Linked DNA regions of Mus musculus: all the other regions are linked to region 1. Evidence: chromatin contacts called from public Hi-C and promoter capture Hi-C data. All regions are on one chromosome and are shown on one strand. The core of a region is the stretch at or near the end of the contact, and the rest is flanking DNA. Distances in the headings are between cores, read along the strand shown.

Region 1 (2,630 bases), core at 50-2,549:
TTTGACGCAATTTGCTGGCTGCTTAACTAGACAGGAAAACCTCCGTAGGTTGTGGGGAAGAAAGGGAGGGGAAGGTGGCGAAAAGGACTGAGCAGTGCAGGATTTAGTGCTCATTGACATGATTCTACCATTAAAGTCCCAGAACATCTAATGTGATAGACTCGTTTTCTATGAGGCCAATAAGGACAGCAGCATCAGTTGTAACAATGACAACAACAACAACAACAACAACAACAACAACAACAACAACAACAACATCATGATGGAAAATTGAGCCATATTCCCTACCTGCTTTAGGGAGGAAAAAGATTTTTCATTTTAATCCGTACAAGAAATCAAATAAAGTGATCTGGATCTCTACCTCTTATTATGCCCTCTACCTCCTGCTAAGCTGACAAGCCAGCAAAGTAATCGCGAAAAATTATTATGCAAAGGCATTTGTCAGTTGCAGTAGACAGACGATTCCAAGCTGACATTGGACACAGGGATCGATCTTTACAGCCTGGAATATAAAGAGGATTGAGCGCATCCTCGACCCTCCACCTCATGCAACATTTCTGCTTCAGAAACTTCCTCTATGGACCCGAGGGACCAAGCTATTTGTTTAAAATACCTTGGGCTCAGTATCCCAAACTCCTTTCCCTCCCCCTATCCTCTCCTGAAGTTTGCATTCTGGGAAAACGTTTGAAAATACCATCCAGGAGTAGAAACAGCTGGAGAGCATTGCAACTTCTGGAGGACCCAGGGTTCGCGCATCCTTACCGGCAGGTTCCTGTGGCTGGTCCTGCTGCTGGGACGATGTAGATGCCCCATATCCAGGCACGGGTGCCAGGTCGCCGGGCGCAAGCTCACTGCCTGGACCAGCAAGCTGCGCGCGTTCCCTCGGCCGCGCATTCCCTGGGAGGCTGCAGTCAGAGCGCTCCAGAAGGGAGGGTGGCAGAGGACACTCCCTCTCTGTTCATGCAAATCGCCGGGGAACTTCAGCCAATAGTCACTGGTCTGTCAATTAAGAACAGAAACTCCGATGAACTGGAAAGCCTAGGTTCAGAAGGGGACATTTACAGTGTCCGCTCCTGGACAACCCACCAAAAGAGCCAGAATAAGGACTGGCTCTTTACAGCTGGGAGGAGATGCCACCAGGTTGGGGACCAGAGCACATGACTACTAGCCTTGACAAGCCTCGCTCCTTACTGCACCACTTAAATCCCAAGTCTACAGGTTGTTAGCAAGAAAGAGAGAATTAAAATAAATAAACAAGCTCCCTTGGTGTCTGAACGCACAGACCTGTTCCCACAAAACCAGGCTTTGCCAACAAATTCCTCCTTGTCAATGTGGATCCAGCAGTTCTTTGCACTGAGCAAGAAAACACACTTTTCTCAAACAAGATCAGTCTCAACTTCTTGGTGCCAAAGATGCAAGCCAGAAAAGCAAAGCTATGAAATCGGTGGAGGCTCTTCCTGTCTTCATTTTAATTTTCGCTATTGGTGATGGCAAAGCTGATAGTGTTTCTCGGTGTCTGCCTGTAGGTTTAATTTTAAAGGTAGCTCCAGTTTCTAGATGAAAGACAGTTTCTAGCTGAACGACGACGAGCAGAACATGGTGTGTGTGTGTGTGTGTGTGTGTGTGTGTGTGTGTGTGTGTGTCTGTGTCTGTGTCTGTGTCTGTGTCTGTGTCTGTGTTTGTCAATATATCTGTGTGTGTATTTGTGTATTGTGAGTAATAACAGCTATTATTCTGGAAGGGAAACACTGAAAGGAGAGAGGGCAGTCACTAAAGCTTAAATAAAATAGAGGTTGCTCTTCAAATGTTCCCACTTCTCTTCTCACTCTGCTCTCCTAAGGGTCTAATTGGGGGTATGCCCCTTTACAAAGTGGTCCTGGAGCTGTCCAGGTCCAGCATCCAAAATGTTTTGCTATCTTACTGACTCTGATCTTCAACAGTCTGTGACCTGCAATCTTTCATGAAATCAGTTGATGGGAGTATCCAGTACATTCAGTCTGTAGAACTGGTAGATCTACTGGGTATCATATAAGTATTGGCCAAAGGCATTCAGCTTCTCTTCAAGTCTACATTCTCTTCACTAGGCTTCTAAATTTCCCCCTAACTGCCCTGAACATAAAGTCTTGTCGGCTAAGTGACTAGTGACTGAGTTAAGACCAGAAAAATCTCTGCCTCTAGCATCAGAAATAACAATTCTCTGTACTTTCCAAAGGAAAGCTAATTTAATTTTCTTCTACCTTGTACTAACCAAAATAGAAATTGTTTGGCTAATGGCCATATTTTTCTCCTGTATTCCACTAATCCTAGATGGAAACTCATGAACATTGATAAAGTACTACATCAGAACATCTGGTGTGTTCTGATGCTTGTTATTGCAAAGTTGTATTGTATATGGAAAAGACAAAACACTATACTACAAATCTGACAAATATTATGAGCATAGCTCTTTACAGCCCAGTGGGAGTATAGATGAAGTAGCCAGACCACATGTACACATCTGGACATGGTCTTCTGGGTAAAAGTCCATCATGCATCTGGTAAACAAACCACATCCAGGGAGGCGTGTTTGTCCCTTCTTTCTTAGCCCTCTGACTGCCACTTATACCCTACAGCTGAACTTTTACCAACAT
Region 2 (2,630 bases), core at 69-2,568, 790 kb before region 1:
CCTGGCGTTCCCCTGTACTGGGGCATATAAAGTTTGCCTGTCCAATGGGCCTCTCTTTCCAGTGATGGCCGACTAGGCCATCTTTTGATACATATGCAGCTAGAGTCAAGAGCTCTGGGGTACTGGTTAATTCATAATGTTGTTCCACCTATAGGGTTGCAGATCCCTTTAGCTCCTTGGGTACTTTCTCTAGCTCCTCCATTGGGAGCCCTGTGATCCATCCATTAGCTGACTGTGAGCATTCACTTCTGTGTTTGCTAGGCCCCGGCATAGTCTCACCAGAGACAGCTACATCTGGGTCCTTTCGATAAAATCTTGCTAGTGTATGCAATGGTGTCAGCGTTTGGATGCTGATTATGGGGTGGATCCCTGGATATGGCAGTCTCTACATGGTCCATCCTTTCATCTCAGCTCCAAACTTTGTCTCTGTAACTCCTTCCATGGGTGTTTTGTTCCCAATTCTAAGGAGGGGCATAGTGTCCACACTTCAGTCTTCATTCTTCTTGAGTTTCATGTGTTTAGCAAATTGTATCTTATATCTTGGGTATCCTAGGTAAGGGCACTAGATTGATCTTCCAGAGGACATTGGGTCTTCCAGCATCCTTTAAATCCAGTTTCAAGGACCCCAAAAGCCCTCTTCTGGCTTTTGGAAGCACCAGGCAGGCACATTCTGCATAGAAATACATTTTAGTAAAACATCCATAGACAATAGGAAAAAAATTAAAAAAAAAACCTCTCTCTTGATTTCTAGGAAGTTTGAACATCTTTTTCTATGTTTATTGATGACTGAGTTCTATTCTACAAACTATCTTTGATTTCTTCTGAGTTAAGTAGGTTTAGGCTAAGTAAGGCTTGTCTTCTGATTCTTTTTCTCTTAAAGAAATTCTTTTTTTTTCTTACATATTGTCTCTCAATATGTAGACTTTCCTAACTGTGTTATTTTCTAGCTTATTTTATCTAATCTGTTATATTTCACTTTTGGTCTTTTAGGAAACAGCATGCTATTATTATTCCTTTTTCTCTCTAACTGTTGCAATACTTTAAAGCCAGGTCTTTAAGCTATTTGAAATTTGAAATTCATTCCAGTCCATGAAATGAGATAGGGAATCTGACAAGCCCCTCCCCCAAGGCACGTGTCTAACCAATTATCTGAGCTGTACTTGTTGAAATGTTTGTTATTTTTTTGGCAGATGCACACTGATATTTCTCTTATATAGATAACCAATATACGTGGGCTGGTTTCTTGGCCTCCCCTCTCTGCTACAGCATCTAACTGTCTTCAGTAATATGGTTGAAAATGAAGCTGGCTGTTTGGAAGGCATTCCCTGCTTTTGAGGCCAGCTTGTCAAGACTCCAAATAAGCCCAGCTGATTGGAGTTGTATTCAATTGGCACTGAACTATATTTTTTTGTTTCAAGTATAGAAAAAATTAAGTCTGATTGCACTTCATTTCCTATGCACCCTACGAAGAAAAATGTGCACCTTGTATTCTAAGAGTTGTACCTTAGAATCGGCTTCCTGGAAACAATTGCCTTTGGAACATTATGGGGAGCTGCTCTTCTGAGGCCTGTGACTCATATACAACAGAGGACTGTTTGGTCATTCCTCTGTGGGAGAAGAAGAGCTTAATCCTTGAAAGACTTGAGATCCTAGGGAAGTGGGATGCCTGGTGGCAGGGGTAGGGTGGTGCATCCTCTTGGAGGCAAGGGGGGGGGAGGAATGGGAAGAGGCATGGGAGTGGGTGGGAGGAAGAGAAGGAGGAGGGAGAGGAGAGGGAGGGGGAGGAGCAGGAGGAGGCGAATGAGGACAGGTAGGAAGAGGAGGAGAAGGGAAGATTTTAAGAGGCAGAGGGGTTGCAGAAAGCAAGACCCTCTGAATCAATTAAGCACGGTGCATCTGAACTCATAGAGTTCAAAGCAGCAAGTACAGGGCCTGCATGGGTCTGCACCAGGTCCTCTGCAATATATTGTAGCTATTAGCTTAGTATCTTTATGGGACTCTAACTGAGGACAAGTGCTTCTCTGACTCCCCTCACTGCTTTGTGGCTCTTTTCCTCTTGTTGTGTTGCCCTATCCAACTTTGATATAATAGTTGTTGCTTCATCTTATATTTTATATTGTTATGTTTCATTGTTGTGTCTTGGAAACCTGTTCTTTTCTTTCTTCCCTTTTTTTTATTAGATATTTTCTTTATTTCCATTTCAAATGTTATCCCCCTTTCCTAGTTTCCCCTCTGAAAACCCCATATCCCTCCCCACTTCCCGCTGCTCACCAACCCACACTCTCCAGCTTCCTGGCCCTGGCATTCCCCTATACTGGGGCATATAACCTTCACAAGGCCAAGGGCATCTCTCCCACTGATGACTGACTAGGCCATCCTCTGCTACATATGCAGCTAGAGCCACGAGTCCCACCATGTGTTTTCTTTGATTGGTGGTTTAGTCCCAGGGAGCTCTGGAGATACTGATTAGTTCATATTGTTGTTCCTCCTATAGGGCTGCAAACCCCTTCAACTCCCTTGATACTTTCTCTAGCTCCTTCATTGGGAACCATGTACTCTATCCAATGGATGGCTGTGAGCATCCACTTCTGTATTTGTCAGGCACTGGCAGAGCCTCTCAGGAGATAGCT
Region 3 (2,630 bases), core at 98-2,597, 570 kb before region 1:
TCATGACGTTATAATTTGTGAGTATAATTTATTAAGGCCACTTAATTTAGTTGTGTTATAATATTGACTTTTAAATAATATACAGTTATTAACTATTAGAAATATAGATTCATATTCCCTAATGATTATATACATTGGATTTCTTTGCTCAGGTACATATTATATTGTTAAATCTACATTGTTTATTCTAGTACTCTCTACTTGATCTCTCATACTTATCACAGTGCCTAACACATAATAGAAGTTCAGTACATTTGCTGAATAAGTAGCTTTCTTTTAACTGTGAGCACAGGCTTTTAGTGCTATGAGGTATCAGAATAAAGTGGCTCAGAAAAGGCTGGGGTTGATTTTCAAACATCTTGAAGGCTGCACAGGTTCAAAAGAAAGGATAAAGACTTAACCTTAGGACCCCGAATGCTTATCAAATTCAAATACAGGGAGGCTTATCCACCAACCTCAAATATCTCACTTGGAGATATGACAGAAGGCTCAGATTTCCTACTCTGAACAATTCCTTCACTTAAGAAGTTGTCTCTTTAAATTCCAAATAAACTCATTGGGAGGGTGACAGATTTGCACATTAAAAGTTATTGCCTCATTAGCACAGATGGTGTGCTCTAACCTAAGCAGTCTGCTTCTTACTAGCTTGTAGGAATCTCACTTGCCTTGGGGAAGATGAAAACTCCCACACAGAGGCAGAACTGTGAGAGGCCTGGTTGAGTTTTTTCGAGATGCCTCCCTGATCATGGATGTAGTGGGGCAATTGGATAGACCAATCTATACGAGTAGGGAACGGGGGTAGCTTCTTCTACAGACTGCTATGGTTTCTCTTCAAACTTCTTTTGAAAAATAGACTAGCCATTTATTCTTTCAATGAAAGTACAAAGGATTGAGTTTGGCGATTATTTTGAAAAATGGGAATTTTTGGAAGGTCATGTATTTGTGATGATAGATAGGCACTCCACTATTTTTCAGAAGTATATTTCCTTCTGAAAAATGGGTATTTATAGACAGTAAACTGTATTCCTCAACCTAATTATTAGGATTCATGTTAAGTATGACTTTCTTTTTAAAATGTGGCTCATGGAGTAGATTCCATGATTAATTCATCTTTGCTGTTTTCAAGCTCGGTGCATAGTAAGCTACAAGCCCTGAAAACTATTTATAAATGACTGAAAGGAACTGTATCTATGGCGAGTCTTCAGAAGGATGAATATCTCGTTTTGTAAATCTGAATAATTTATTGTGTTTGTGAATGACAAAGCATTCTAAAGAACTTCTGAGTCTGCTGTGCATGTGGGAGCACACAGACAAGGTTTCACAACCGTTTGGCACAAGCAATCGCCAATGGGAACTCGAAAACAAATCAAACAGAAAATGGATTAATTCCAGCAAGCAGCACAGACTGTTCTATGTTTAGGGGTAACATTGTTTTTTATTTTCACTTTAACTTTTATGAAATTCGCCTTTCATTTTTCTCCTTTACTTCCATTTTTCTGATATTTTTCAAGATAGCAATACATGAGCAAAAGAACAATAAGGTTAAAAAGATGTCCAAACAATGCATTGAGACAAAATAAAAAGTTTCTAAAACTACCATTGAGTTAGTTTTGTGTTGGCCATCTACCACTGGGCTAAAGTTTATATATTCAGTGAAACTTCATTGGAGAATTAAGATTTTTTTTTCCCTTTGTGAGAGATTGTCATTTACATATAGCTTCTTGGTTAAACATGGGAGCTGATTTCCACTTCTTCTCAGTGTGGTAACCAGTTTTGCTTGGACCTTTGCAGTCTCACTGCATGCTGCCAGTCTCTCTGTGGTGGTATGTGCACGATTCCTATTGTGTCTGGAAGGCACACTCTCTTTCTTGTCTTCCATCTCTACTGGCTCATCACAATCTTTCTGCCCCCTCTTTCACAAACTTCTCTGAGCTCTGAAGGGCTAGCATATTTTCTTTAAAGTTAATGTAGTGTTTTAGTCTAAGTGGTTTTTCTCTTGGTGACCTTCCTTCCCATAGCATCAGCAACTTTGTGCATGTTTGTGAGAGAGAGTGAGTGTGTGTGTGTGTGTGTGTGTGTGTGTGTGTGTGTGTGTATTTGGAGGCCAGAACTCTTTGTCTTGTGCCTGCGTTGTGTGTTCAATGTCTAATGTTTTGAGACAGGATCTCTCAATGAACCATGACTTGACCTATTTAGCTAGACTAGCTAGCCAGCAACCCTCAGAGATCGTCATGCTTCCCTTTCCTCAGCACTGCCATTTCAGGCATCTTCCGTGCTTCTCTTGGCCTTTACATGACAGCTAGTGGTTGAACTCCGATTCTCATGTTTGTGTGACAGGCATTTTAGAGACTGAGTCATCTCTTCAGGTCTTCTTAGCAATTTTTTATACATTAAATAATAGTCTCACATTACATGAATAATTCACTGAACATGGCCACATAGACTGCCACTATTAGTTGATAAACTATATAGGCATAACAGTATAGTCGCATACTGCTGTTTCTGGAATGGATTACTAAGCTTCTGTAAAATATATCTGAGTGACCGTCAGCTTAGCCAACAGTTGCTCCACTTGATATCTTTCTGAGCTATGTGATGATACCAATGCTGGGTGATTGCCTAATAACAGA

The links. Promoter capture Hi-C pulls out the DNA fragments that hold promoters and counts their contacts. Hi-C and Micro-C count contacts between places; a contact is called where the count stands out from the background.
Region 2: a contact with region 1 is called in a Hi-C map of ventral hippocampal neurons, with 2.6 times the contacts expected there. The contact joins the enhancer-like site here to the promoter of Pcdh20 in region 1. A contact is called at or near these places in 3 of 39 promoter capture datasets (cranial neural crest, hippocampal neurons and liver), 1 of 484 Hi-C or Micro-C datasets (ventral hippocampal neurons), 1 of 115 datasets of contacts at active chromatin or transcription factors (astrocytes) and 1 of 9 other capture datasets (embryonic stem cells).
Region 3: a promoter capture Hi-C map of hippocampal neurons shows a contact between it and region 1, with 5 times the contacts expected there. The contact joins the enhancer-like site here to the promoter of Pcdh20 in region 1. A contact is called at or near these places in 3 of 39 promoter capture datasets (the 3T3-L1 cell line, hippocampal neurons and maxillary cranial neural crest), 1 of 484 Hi-C or Micro-C datasets (embryonic fibroblasts) and 1 of 9 other capture datasets (adipose tissue).

What each region holds. Positions count from the first base shown.
Region 1 is chr14:88,470,097-88,472,726 of GRCm38.p6, forward strand. It overlaps Pcdh20 (protocadherin 20), which reads right to left and starts at 1,300. Exons shown (of 3, transcript NM_178685.5): 1 at 1,285-1,300; 2 at 763-999. The coding sequence starts at 894.
Region 2 is chr14:87,679,698-87,682,327 of GRCm38.p6, forward strand. No RefSeq gene overlaps it. Among named protein-coding and RNA genes, the nearest start is that of Tdrd3, 260 kb to the left of the region's middle. Within about 2 kb of position 1,319, at least 5 of the 459 cell types and tissues checked have an H3K27ac peak or open chromatin away from gene starts, as enhancers often do. A contact at or near this core is called in ventral hippocampal neurons, where this site is marked.
Region 3 is chr14:87,901,309-87,903,938 of GRCm38.p6, forward strand. No RefSeq gene overlaps it. Among named protein-coding and RNA genes, the nearest start is that of Gm33203, 430 kb to the right of the region's middle. Within about 2 kb of position 1,348, at least 10 of the 459 cell types and tissues checked have an H3K27ac peak or open chromatin away from gene starts, as enhancers often do. A contact at or near this core is called in adipose tissue and hippocampal neurons, where this site is marked.